2 separate regions of the Rattus norvegicus genome follow, and region 2 is linked to region 1. The links are chromatin contacts, called in public Hi-C maps. All regions are on one chromosome and are shown on one strand. The core of a region is the stretch at or near the end of the contact, and the rest is flanking DNA. Distances in the headings are between cores, read along the strand shown.

Region 1 (6,722 bases), core at 3,155-5,654:
CACCTAAAATTGGAGCCCAAGAGACATAGTACTCCTATTGGTGAGTGATTAAAAAAAGATATTTAAGGCATTAAAATAAAAGGTATTTAAAGACCTTCTAAGATACCATTCTTTGTGCAAGTGTTACTTTTCTATCTGAGGAGTTGGCCTGACTGAGAGGGCTGTTGTTTGGTTTGGAGGAATAGGTTCTGACCTCACTACCAAGAGTTGAGAGGTGGTCAGATGATGGAGAGAGAAGGTGGAGGGAAGGAGGGAAGAACATCAAGTCTGTCTTATCACCGGACAGTGGTAGAACGATTTGAACTGGAACTAAGCTGGGATATGGAGCTGTTTTATAGAAAGAGACAAGGCGTATGGAGAAGTGCTGTGCTCAGTGTGCTGCCGGATCAGGCTGCTGCTGCAGAGGCCAAGAACACTTAGGTCCTCCGTCCTTGGAGCAGTGGGTGGATGTCTACATTAACCTATTTGTTTTCTCTAGTCAGTGCTGGGAGGTAACAGTCATGCCGCCTGGAGTCTCCTGTTTCCTATGCCTGATGCTGGCAGATGTGGGTTGGCTGAGGGCTCATGCAGCATCCTTTGTCCAGATGCAGAAGTGGAACTGAATCCTCTTAAGACCAGGTGTCAATACTAGTTGATAGTTGTCGATACTTACAACAGGATCTATCCTAGGGACCCTCATTAATCTTGCAGAGTGGTGGAGCCAAACAGGCAAATTGATCATGTCAGATTACTGTTTTTCACGTTTGTGTTTTAGTGTTCTTTCTTTCTTCCTCCCTGCCTCCTTTTTTCTAGGGATTAGCAACTATCCAGAAAGCACCATAGCAACCAGTGATGTCATGTCTGAAAGCATGGTGGAGATCAACGATCCTCTACTTGGGAATGAAAAAGGGGATTCTGAGTCTGCCCCAGAAATGGATGGAAAACTATCTCTGAAAATGAAACTTGTTAGTCCTGAGACAGAGGCCAGTGAAGAATCTTTACAGTTTAGCCTGGAAAGTAAGTTTTAATTTATGTTTTTATTTGGTAATTAGTTATTCCAGGTTATCCACATCAGAGGGCTCACAAGTGCCTGCGGACACGACACCTCTGGCACCTGCATGCACGAGCACATATCCCATCCCCCATTCACATAATTTAAATAAAAGAGTCTAGATAGAAAATGTAAGATTGTGGATTTACACTGTAAACTTATGTTGACACTTTCCAAATGAATACAAGTTGTTCAATATACAATATACAATAAAATACAAGAAAAAGAGGATGTTGGATGCCCTGGGACTGGTGTTACAGATGGTTGTGAGTTACCATGTGGGAGCTAGAATCAAATCTGGGTCTTGGGAAGGAATAGATGATCTTAACTGCTGAAACTCTCCAACCCTCCCCACCGTCCCCACAATAATTCTCATAAAAGAGCTCATCAAAAAAGCAGAAAGGGGAACTCAGAAAGCAGGAGTAAGCCTGTGAGGAGAAAAGTTACAAGGAAATAACAGTGTCAGATGGCAGGAACTGAGGTCCAGTAGGATAGCGCAGACAATGTCAGTTTGAGGAATATGGGGTGGTACCTATGCAAACATGAGGCCTTAGCATGGACCACAGAGCACAGCATGGAGAAGACTACTTCGTTCATTTATCTCATCTTCGTGCTGTTTGCTCAAGGCTGCCAGTCTGTAGTCTTCTCTCTGGTCTAAGCCTTGTGTTAGTAAACTGTCATATAGTGTTGGAGCTCACTGAGAAGCTGGTTCTGGAAGTGGAGTCACCTCCCCTAGAGCAGATCCAGGTATGTTCATGTCATCGTCTTCCAAAAGTTCCTGTCTTACTTGGGAGACAGAGGCAGGTGGATCTTTGAGTTCTAGGCCAGCCTGGTCTACAGAGTGAGTTTCAGGACAGCCAAGGCCACAGAGAAAGACTCTGTCTCAAAACAAAGAAACAAGCAAACCCCAGAAAACCCTGTCCTGGGGCAGGCAGGCTGGTGGTACCCTAAGTATGTAAAAGGAGAAAACATCAGACAGCTAAGGGAGGGTGTTACAGACACTGTAGCCTTGGTGATAGCTGGAAGGCAAGGTTACCATTGCTTACTCTGTACTGTGAAAGTGTCTGCAGCGGGGAAGAGAAGAAGCTTGTCATGGAGAGTCCTGTGCTCTGTCTGGGTGGTCTCCGTGGTAACCCTAGCTAGCTGCTTCAGTGGGACTATCTCAGTTTATTTCTACTGGATGTTTTCAGCACATGATTGGATGATGCTTTTCTCTGTGCTGCTATTCACTGTTTCTTTTTCTTGCTATATACTTAGTAAACTCACTCATTTCAGACTGAAGACATGACTGTTAATAGGTCATTCCCCGGACCAGACGGAACACAGGGCTTATTAATTTGAACCTAGAATGTTAATGGGAATTAAAATATTACATGATTTCACCCTTATTGTTGATTTGGAGTGAAATAAGAGCTTATCCAGAGAGAGTCTGAGAAAGGGGCTGGTGTTGGCCTAAGACACCTCAAGCTCTCAGCACAGAGACTTACTTTCCCCAGAGAGAGAACAAACCAGGAATAAGAGATAAAGGATAAGGGGAAAGAGAAGGGGAAGGAGTGTTTGTCCCCATGGGGATAGAGAGGAAAGAGACTGACCCATAGCCAAATGGCAGTCTATAAAGGTAAAAGGGGAAACCCCATGTTAGGATAAGGTGTTTAATTTTAACTGGGTATATTAGGTGAGCCAAAGGGGGCTTTTGGTTTCTAGACTTCAATACTTTTATAGCTGGACCTTGGTGGTCAGCCTCAAGAGGAGGAGCAGCTAAATAAGGGAATAGAGCTTGGTGGGTAGCTTTAGGAATGGAATCTAATGGTTTTTTGCATGGAAGTGGGGATGGGGAGAAAGGGGAGAAAGGCAAGGCCTGTCAGAGCCATGTTTGCCATGCTTGGGCTGGCTAGAGTTCCCTCAAGATGCTGGTGGTGGTATTTGAGAGTCTGGGACAGGAGGACCTCAATTTCAAGGCCATTCTGAGCTGAGAAAATGGAGGTAGGAGGGGGGAGAGGTGAGAGAACAGGTGGGAACATGTTAGCACTGACTGGACTTGACCTTTACATGGAAATTGTAACTGAGAGAGAGAGATGGAGCTAAATTAAGGACAGGCAGTCACGTTGACATATAGTACTCCCCCTCCTTTTTTTTTTTTTTTTTTTTCTTTTTTTTTTTCTACTAGGAAAGCGCTATCAATCTCTGGGATTCATACATTCATTGACTTCATTTCACCCTAACAGTAGTTAACCCCTACTACAGTTTGCCATAGTATTTTACTCATAGGCTGACTAAGCTCAGGTCCAGCCATCTTTCTTTTTCTGAACTGGGAAGGCTCCAGCTACTGAACTCTGCTGCTTCCTTGATGGACAGTTGAGCTTGCACTGAGTCCAGTCATGAGTGTTTTGTGAATGTCTGAAAACACGAGCTGTGCTTTTTCTGAAATTGGAAGAAATTGCAAATGAATACAATTTAATCTCTTGACACTTAGTGACACCGTTATGAAAATACTCTATTTCTCTTAGCTTTGCACTTATATTATTGTTGCTGGCTTTTCTGTGGGAAGTGTTCTTTCAAATATCCGTCCTTAAAACATTTTTAAGGACTGTAGAGATGGCTCAGCGGTTAAGAGCACTGACTGCACTTCCAGAGGTCCTGAGTTCAAATCCCAGCAACCACATGGTAGCTCACAACCATTTGTAACTGTAGCTCTCATACAGTAATTCTAGGACAATATACAATAATTCTATTCCTAGAATTCTATACAATAATTCTAGGACAGCCTGAGCTAATAATATAAATGAAACTCTATCTCAAAATAAATAATAAAATATATAGGAAAATATGTTGTTAATGTATAAATTAAGTGGTTCATTTTAGAAACTGTGGGAATTGAACCCAGGACCTCTGGAAAAAACAGTCAGTGCTCTTAACTGCTGAGTCATCTCTCCAGGCCCCAACCCCACCGGTTTTAGGTTTTCTCATGTGAATTTTAAATTTCTTGTATGAGAAGGTGACCCATGATTCAGATGGTTCAGTTTTCACTTAAAGGTGTTAGAGATTGCAGTTCTGGTGAAGTACATACAGTTTCTGTAGGAAATCTGAAAGGAAATAGAATGGTAGAGATGAGAAAAACTTGTGCTGCTAAAGCGTGTCTTTTCTGTTGACGTTTAGCTTTCCTTGTTTGTATTTTGTTGCTGGTGTGGCAAGCAGGCAGAGCCATTCGATTCAGGGTTGACTGAAGTCTGCTTCCCCTTCCTGAGCAGGCAGAGGCGTGAGACTTGGCGTGACTGACAGCTGTTTCTCTTTCCTTTCTCTCACTGCTTTTGTTTTGTCCAGAGCCTACAACTGCTGAGAGAAGAAATGGATCTACTGCCATTGCTGAGCCTGTTGCCAGGTAACCAGGGCGCCTTGTTATTTAGAGGAGTTTATTACAGAGGTGCTGCTGAAGGAAAGGAGCACATGAAATCACTCAAAGCCCAGCATAAAGAATTAAGCAGTGTGGAATTTAGGCTCCCTTGGTAACTTTGTGTCTAACAGGCTTTTGTTATTCGTACTGTTAGGATACCTAGTGGTTTCCCACCATTCATGTATGTGCCCTTTTCTTTTCCTGTCGATGACAGAGGTGAGGAAACAAAGGACCACAGGAGATGGCTCTAGACACACTGTCCTGTGTTTTGTACTCGGCTGCAGCTCAGGACATTTCTTGCCAACTGAGTTATGCTGAGCTGTTTTTGCTTTGTCATGAACGCTGCAAAGTATTCAGTGAAGTGCCGGGATATGTAGGTTTTGGTGGTGAAACTTTGCCATCTGGTGGCTATGAGAATAGGATTGTTTGTTTCTGGTGCGAGTCATCCAAGTTGAAACCCAAGCCAGCAGTTGGTGACACCAGGTGAAGGCTCTAAGGCCAGCACAGGCAGGTACTGTAAGCAAAGCTGATTGGATGGGAGAGTTTGGAGGGCTGAGGATGACAGCCACACCTGTGCTCCATTAAGAGTTCTTTGCCTCTGCCAGAGGCTGTCAGTTTTTAGGGAGCTGTTAGCTGGGCCCAAGCCTAGCTGTTGTGCTTGCCTGATTGAGGACTGTCGTTCAGTCCCTACGACAATAAATAAGTGACACTTAAAAAAGGGATTCAAGCTCATTATTACCAAATCTTAGTTTAAGCTTTTAAAAAAACATAAAGTGCCTACTGACTATAAATGAGCCTCTGTGGGTTTCTGAACTTTTGGGGAGAATATAGGGAGGGAAGATGAGGAAAAAGCAAGGATAGTGGGTTAAGCAAAAAGATGAAAGTCATTGGTATTGCCATGAAGCGATTTTTTTTAATTTAAACATCTATGCTTAAGAAATCTATTAATTTTTGACCATTGGGTTCATGTTAAGAAGTTATTGAAAGAGTATGGAGACTTGGCTCAGTGGTTAAGAGCACTGGATATTGTTCAGAGGATCTGGGTTCAATTCCTAGCACCCACATGGCAGCTCACAGCTCCAGTCCCAGAGTTACCTTCTTCTGGCCTCTCTGAGTTGCAGGCACTTATGCAGTACAGAGACCTAAAGGCAAAATACCTGAAAACGTGAAAAGAAAAATAAAAACAAACTTAAAAAAATTAACATTTCAAGTAAGATCTGTATTGTAAAGGACGGTTGCATCCTCTGCGTTTAGGTGAAGCATTTGAGTGTTGGTGAAAGGCACCTGGACTCTGTGCAGAGTGCTTGATGCCACCTTATTTTTTCAGTCATTTTTCTGTAGGAAGACTAAAGTGTAGGCAACAATAGAGAGTAATGTAATGTGGACAACCATATTGTAAGTGGCCAGTCTTCTTTGATTGTAAAATCTTGGGGTACCCCCCTTCTACCAGTGGGTTAATTTGAAGATGATTCTATTATCATTTTATGTAACTATTTCAATGCTAGCTGCAAAAGATAAAGACTCTTACTTTAAGTTAAGCAGTTGTTGCCATACTTTTGACAATAGTGATTTCTTAATGCTATCAGGTATTTGGTGTTATCAAGATCCCAAATCTACAAATTGAATCTAATTAATATATTTAGTTTTGTTTGCCTTTTAAATCAAAATTCCCCCTTTTTGTTCTTCTTCTAAGTAATCTTCTAAAGGGACTAGATTGTTCATCCTATTTATTTCTGGATTTTTCTCTTTATATCCTTTTAGTATTTAATAGTCTCTCCAGTGACCTCACTGGAGGTTTCTGTGTGTTTAGTGTGTTTTGCCTGCATCGTTGTGCATGTACCACACGTGTGCCTAGTGCCCATGGAGGCCAGAAAGGGTGTCAGATCCCCTGGAACTGGAGTCGCAGGTGGTTCTGAGCTGTCACGTGGGTGCTGGGAGTGGAACCCACGTCCTCTGGAAGAGCAGACAGTGCTCTTGACTGCAGGGACATCTCTTCAGTTCCGATACTGAGAGATTTTTATTGTGCTAATTTGAAACATATCAAAGAGTTGACTTTTGGGGGTAATGTAGATTTGAGTTTGGACTGCCAAGGAACTCTGTGTAAGGAGAGTGATCTCCTTCGTTTGAAACTAACAAGATGCTTTGCTTTAATGTGTTATGTTAGTCCCCAGAAGCCCATGTCTGTGTTTGGCTGCATCTATGAAGCCCAGCAAGAGGAGGAGGCTCAGAGTGGGGATCCTCCTTCCACACCTGTCAGGTAAACATTTTCTTTCTTTTTGGGGGATGAGGTTTCATTATATA
Region 2 (6,722 bases), core at 2,072-4,571, 72 kb before region 1:
ATTACAAGTCAGTTCAGAGAGTCGCCCGCCCACGATGTAGTGATGCCACAAATTAGGTAGGTTATAGCACTCAGAACAAGCAAGGCATCAGCACTGGCCTTACCTCTGAGCTGATACTGTCTGCACTGGGGTTGACTAGGATGATGGTCTCGAGGATCTCACTCTGGTGGCAGAGGGTCCTCTGGCCTGAGGAAGAGATGTAGGCATTTGTACTGAAATCAGTAGGTATTGACTTAAAATGAAAAGTACAGTGAGAGGCAGGAGAGGAAAAACAAATGATCAGACAGTGGAGTACAGGGGAAACAAAGTCCAGATTAATGTCCTTAGGATAGTACTAAGGAAGGCCTAGGAACTGCCTCCCTCCAGCCCATCCCTTTCAGGGTGCCCCCCCCCCACAGTAGCAGACTTCTCCCTTCCCTCCATCTGCCTGCCACACCCTCCCCTGCCCAGTCCCCGCCCTTTTGCCTTAGAACTTCAGTCCCAGACTGGCTGTTGACAAGAAGCTTTTTGTCCCTCTGGAGCACTAAGTTCCTGGTGCTGCCTGGGGGTTGGGGGTGAGGGGGGAACTCAGCTGGAGGGAGGGCTCCTGGGATGATAGTCTTTACTGAGCTTTCTCTGCCTTTGCCCCTGCCCAGTAGTAGTAAAGAGATAGGAGCTTCTGTCTCTACAGATGCCCCATCCTTTCTACCCCAATCCCCCTGTCCAAGGAGAGAATACCTATCCTGGAAGGTTATGGAGATATGTGGCAACTGGATTCTTGGAGTGAACAGAGGACTCTAACTTGCTATTTTGTTTTCTGACTCTGCCAAACCTTCAGTCAGAGTCATGCACACTGTACTCCCTCCTCCCTCTCCTATATCTCCTTCAGGTGCCAGGCTCTAGGGACACCTAGCTCACTGCTGAACATTGCCATCCCTTGTGAACTGTTCCTAGCCTCAGCCTGTGAGGACAGAAAGCAAGTGGCTGCGTTGGTTCAGAACAAGAAACAGGGCCAGTGATGCTCTTTGCCAAGCATCCTAGGACTGGAGGTACAAAGAGAACTGACTCCTGCAAGCTGTCCTTTGACCTACCTATACATGCATGCCTGTGTGCATATGTATACACACACACACACACACACACACACACACACACCCCACAAAAATAAAAACAACAGCAGGCCGGGCATGGTGGCTTACACCTTTAATCAGGTGGCAAAGGTGGGTGGGCGGGCTGGGGTTTCTGTGAATTCAAGGCCAGCTAAGTTCCAGGACAGCCAGAGCCACATAGAGAATTTCTATTCCAAAAAAAAAAAAAAAAAATCCTAACAAACAAAAAACACGCAGGAAACAAGGAGGGAGAGTCAAGGTATTGCTCAGAACCTGAAGAAGATGACACCATAGGTGTCATCATCTCCAGGGTTTTCTCTGGATCCACACAAAACACCAAGCGGTGAAAGTAAAGAACGTGGTGGGTGAGACAGATGCCTAAGAGGGATGGAACTGACCGTCCAGGCTCCTGCCTTCCCATCCTCCTCCACTCCCAGCACAGCAGCAGTCACAGTAGGGTTAACCTTAGAGGCAGCTGCAGGACACTGGGGAGGGGAGGCCCAGCCCTCTTTGGTGACTCTAACTCCCTTTTCTCCCTGAGGCTGGGACCAGGGTGACTGGGGCCAGGGCCTTTGTTCTGAGGAAGGGCCTTGATGCCAAGGACCAGGCCACAGAGGGCTGCAAATACAGCTATGGGGATGGTGAGGGTGTGAGACCCAGATCCTATGCAGGGCTCGTTGGGCCCTCTTCTATGAACTTGGGAACGCAGGGATACTTTGACGGAGGCAGGAGCAGGGCTTAAGCAGCTAGGGCTATCAACGTCCTCTGCCAGTCTTAAGTAGTTCAGACTCAGGAGAGCCAGGACTCCCCCATCCCAAACAAGGTCACACTTTCAATCTAGGTAGAACAGACACACTACCACCTCTACTCCAGCAGCTTCACAGTCCCCAGTTCACCCTCACAAGACCTTTGATTCCACTTCCTGTCCAAACACAAGACCCCCAGACCCACTCCTGGAGAGCTAGTCCATTATATCTGGAATCCCTCCTCAGCCTGGGAGAAAGTCCAGTTTCTCTTTTCTGCTCCGAGCTCCTCTGATGATGGGAACTGCCTCTTTCCCCCTTTATCTTTGCAGAAGACTATCCTAAGAGATTGGGGTGCTTCCCATAGCCAGTGCCGTGGTTGGGGGTGGGCTTCGGGTGTGAGGCTGAGTGGGCAGGAGTGCAGGTGTCTCTGCAGTGAGGGGGGGTGTGCTCAGGCAGCTGCAGTTTGCCGCAGTGTGTGAGTGTGTGTGAGTGTGCGCGCTGAGCTCAGCCTCCAGCTCCGCCCCCACCCCCCACCCCAGCATGACAAGTCATTTTCTTGGCTGCCTCTGCATGGGGGTTGGGGGTAGGGACGGGGGTGCATACAGAGAGGGAGAAGAAACTGGATTCTCTGTTGAAGAGCCCCCATCTTGGGAAGAAAAGCACAGATGAGGTGAGGGTGGGGCTGGGACCGGGAACCCACGGGGTTGACAGGACAGAGAATGCAGGGCAGCTGCTGAAGAGCCCGAGCTCCGGAGCTCCCGAGCTCCCGAGTGGCCTCAGAGAGGCCACAAAGGGGGCTTAAAGCCCCAGGCTCAAGCTGGCCACAGGGAATGGGGTGCGGGGAGCCGAAAACAAAACAGCCTATGAGGAGGCACATGCCACGTCTTAGTGACCCATTCCTCCTTTCTCCTCCAGGGTGTCACCCCCTTCCCTTACTTGGCAAAAACTCGCTGCCACACTCACCTCAGAATAGGGAGCAGCTGAACAATCTAGTAGCCGATAACCCAAAGGTAATTCCCAGTGGGTGAATTACCCCTTCCTCTCAGATTCTTCTGTTTTTCCTTAAAGACATAGCTCCCAAATTCCTCCTGTGCCCTGGCTGCCAGGCAAAGCCAGTGGCACCACCCTCTCTTGCTTCCCCTCAGCTGATGGTCCCCACCCCCACCTAGTACAGAAGTGGACTGTCACAGCCCTGGTTGGTTCCACTGGCTGTGGATCCAGGCTGAACCCTGAGTCAGTAATGTTCACCTCCTCTCTCCCTTCATCCCAGGCTGCCTCCCTACTGGGCTAGCCCAGGTCCAGATGCACCAGATTTACCAGGTACCAGATGACCCCATCCCAGCTCCTTATCTGTCACAGCATCTCCCAGTCCTTCTGCGGTGCCGTTCCCTTCGATCAGGCTCTTACCCCGGGGTGTGGGAGGGAGCCCCTCATGGAGGCATTGGCTCTGGCCTTAGCCTTAGCCCGGCAGCTTCAGGGAAGAGTCTGCGGCACTTGGGGTGGGAGTGAGGGGGGCTGCTTGACGGGGAGGGCGGTGCCAGGGCGGGGAAGAGGGGCTGGTCCGTGACGAGGCACTGGAGACTTAACTGTTTCTTGGCCTTTACAGTATCAACGTTCTGGTGCCTCTGCTTGGCTACCGGGAAGGGGAGGGCGCTAAGGGGTTGTCTAGCAGTTCAAAGAGCCAGGGTGACCTCCTGCAGCTCCCAGGACTTTCTCCCCAAATCCTGTGTAGTAAAGAAATCCTCTCTCTGCATCAACCAAAGGACCAAAGCCCCACACACTGGGGCACCGAGCCGGCTATAGGAGGCGAGAGTCGCATGGGCCCACCCCCTTCCTCTTAGAAACCATCTGCTGCCTCTCCCCTCAGATGGACCCAAAGAGTGACCTTCAGTCACCGCAAGAGCAAGAGACAAAGAGGCTGGGGGGCCATGAGTGTAAGCTTAGGAGCAGTGTGAGGCTGGTGAGCTATGCGGAAAGCTGCACCCTGTACCAAACGGCAGCAATGGGGAACTGGGGAGGACATTTTAGATCGGAGGGTAGTGCGAAATTGGGGAGCAGTCCCCCACTAGGGTGGGGCACAGGGACCCTGGGAGTTTCAAGCCGTTCTGTGCTAACGGAGCTTGGCTGTAAGAGCACCCACACACGTTGCTTCTGAGTACCGGCTGTCATGAGGCAGCCTCGGAAGGGTAAAGGAGGTTTCTGCCTTTCGTTGAGCAAGTTAAGGAGGAACCCAGGCTCAAGCAAAGCTTTCTCACTCTAGACCAGTCTACTATAAAGTACTCGTTGGGTTAGAAATGATCTTATAATGATTCTGTAGGGTGTTTGGGTCCAATTGCTCCTCTCCTCTCCCTGTAGCTGTGCCCTGTCTTACTTGATCTTGAACAGTCTTACATTGACCTTGGGCCCTCAGTCTCAGCCTCTGTCTCCACCTCGGCTAAGCGCTCCAGGACTCAAAGGAAAGCTCTGGAGTGCTGGAGCCCTGTGAGGTTCATACTCTTACATCCTGTCCTCTCCTCAGTAACCCTCCCTGGGTGTGGTCAGCTCCTTCTGCCCACTCATCCGACAGCCCCAGCCCCACCCCTGCTCCAGGCTGCCAAGGGCTGCTTTTGAAGGTCAGAGAAGCCAAAATAGTCTCTGCTCTCAGCACCCCCCACCCTGCTTTAGCCACAGCCAAGAGGAGAGAAGTAACTGAGTCACCAGTACTCTGGAGGACAGAGGGAGCAGAGGGAGAAGAACCTTGCTGGGATCCAGGATGCAAACATGCCACACATGCCAGATCCCCATTTGAATAGGAGAGGCCATCCATCCGGCATAGGCGCACACAATATCAACCAGCTCAGTCCTGAGCGTCGCCGAGTAGAACCCTACCTTCTGCAATGTCATCACTCTTACCCTACCCTGCCTCCAGCCCCCTCTCTGCTTTTTTAGGGATCTCTCTCAGTGTTGGGGGTGAGGGGTGCAACCTTAGTAGACATTGGTATTAAGAACAAAATATCATCTTCTAACCGAAAGCAGAGCTCCCCCCCCCCTCGGTCACACACTCCCACAGCACACCTTGGACTCGATTCCAGGTTGGTTTTCCTTCCCTCCCCATCTTTAAGCGACCGAGCCCTTAACCCTTAATCCTTTCATGCAGTGAAATGGTGCCAAAGAAGAGAGGGAGGTCTGAGCAGCCCCTGACTTCACACCCGATGCCACTCTCTGAACCATGTCACTAAATGATCAGTTAAACAATCCCAGAGCTTGCTTTCCGGACTAGCGAGTGCATATATCACAGCCACCCTGTGAGGACTGACCTCATTTGAAGAAAAAGTTCCTCTTTCTACCTAGAATCCTAACCCTGCAATACATAAACATGATATTTCTCTCGTTGTGGAAGGTTTCAGAATTACCCTAAGTCAGAATCCCAGTCCACATTGGTACTGGGGTATGCTAAGTTCTCAGGCAAAACCAAAATGAGGCTCTCATCTCTCTCTGCCTTCCCGTTTCAGATAACCATGTAAACCTCTAATTCAGGATCCTCTGAGCACATGAAAGTATCAAAGAGTCAGACAGAAGGACTCAAAGGAATTCCTTAGCCTTCTCCTCTCCAACCCTCTCACCTCTTTCCAGCTCTCCAGGGTCTTGGGTAGCTCAGACTGGTCATGGACTTGCTATGTAGCCAAGGATGATCCTATGCCTCTACTTCCCAAGTGCTGGGATTACGGGCCTGCATCACAACACTAGGCTAGCCCATACTTCTCAATCTTAGAACATCAGTCGTCCCTTCCCTATAGGAGCTCAACAGCAGATGTCTCGGTTTTATTGAAACTCAGTAGTGATGTGTCAGTGTGAGTGTGCCCACCATTCCCTACCCCCCACTGTGAATCCAGGGCCTTCTGCATGTTAGGTGGGCTGCACCCCAGATCTTAAGTACTGTTTCTAATTAATCTAAGTTTTTCTAAGGTTATGTTAAAAATGCTTAGAAGCTTCAGTGGTCTAGAGGGAGGAATGGGAGCCGTGAAGGGAGGCCCCAGATCTCTGCGAAGATGAAAGCTGCCCTTTAAACATCTTACTTTTTACCAGACTTGACCACTAGAAGGAGCTGGGCCACTGACTATCTGAGGGCCCCCTCTTTTCTGTATGTGTGGGGGTGGGACTATAAATGTAGAGGGGGTAGGCCTAGGAATACTCACACTCTTCCTATCATTGTAAGACATATTTTGTCCCTTCATTATTCTGGCCACAGTGGTCTACCTTATTAAGTAGGCCAACAAGGTCAAACCACGTGAGACCTTTAGTGCGTCTCTCTCCCTCAGCTCACCCCAGCTCTTGGTTACCTCAAAGTGGGCTAAAGGAGGGGGCAGGGCCTGCAGCTGCTTTGGGCAGACTGTGTTCAGGGACAGCTGAAAGAGAAGCTAGCAGGGATGGGGGGTATGGCTGCCTTAAGCTCTGTGCACCCCCCCCCCCAGGAAATTATCCACTTTTCTCCAGGGACAGAGGCCACCATGACAATGTCTAAACCTAAAACAAAATCTGTATGCTAAAAGTAAGCCCTACCCTTGAGTGGATGGCCCCAAGCCCCTCCAGGACACCATAGCAAAACTCCGACTGAGGATATCAGTGAGTGTTCTTATTCCAATGCCTGCTTCTGAGACTATGACTCCCTGCAGACCTTTTCCCAAGCATCCCCTCGTCTGAATCTGAAGAACAGCTAAGGACCCTGCCTCAAGTCCCATTCATTTCTTACAGTACTCAAAGTCTCTATGGCCGAAAAGGACAAGGTTAGAGAACCCGGTGTGAATTCTAACAGGAGATAACACCCAAATGTCAGTAATTAGTTGAACCCTCTGCCAGCCCTTCATTCAGCCTGGCTTTTAGGAGTGGCAAAACTGTCTTTTGGTCACAG

The links. A called contact is a pair of places that touch in the nucleus more often than the background predicts.
Region 2: a Hi-C map of Schwann cells shows a contact between it and region 1, with 2.4 times the contacts expected there. The contact joins the promoter of Map1a here to the enhancer-like site in region 1. A contact is called at or near these places in 4 of 12 Hi-C or Micro-C datasets (the A7r5 cell line, the Rat2 cell line, Schwann cells and 1 more).

Annotation. Positions count from the first base shown.
Region 1 is chr3:128,648,788-128,655,509 of GRCr8, reverse strand. Tp53bp1 (tumor protein p53 binding protein 1) reads left to right here. Exons shown (of 27, transcript NM_001371259.1): 13 at 793-996; 14 at 4,352-4,409; 15 at 6,586-6,678. Among named protein-coding and RNA genes, the nearest start is that of Tp53bp1, 45 kb to the left of the region's middle. Within about 2 kb of position 4,404, at least 19 of the 93 cell types and tissues checked have an H3K27ac peak or open chromatin away from gene starts, as enhancers often do. A contact at or near this core is called in the A7r5 cell line, where this site is marked.
Region 2 is chr3:128,719,294-128,726,015 of GRCr8, reverse strand. Map1a (microtubule-associated protein 1A) reads right to left here and starts at 3,321. Exons shown (of 6, transcript NM_030995.2): 1 at 3,242-3,321; 2 at 104-186. It also overlaps a transcript of Tp53bp1 not described here.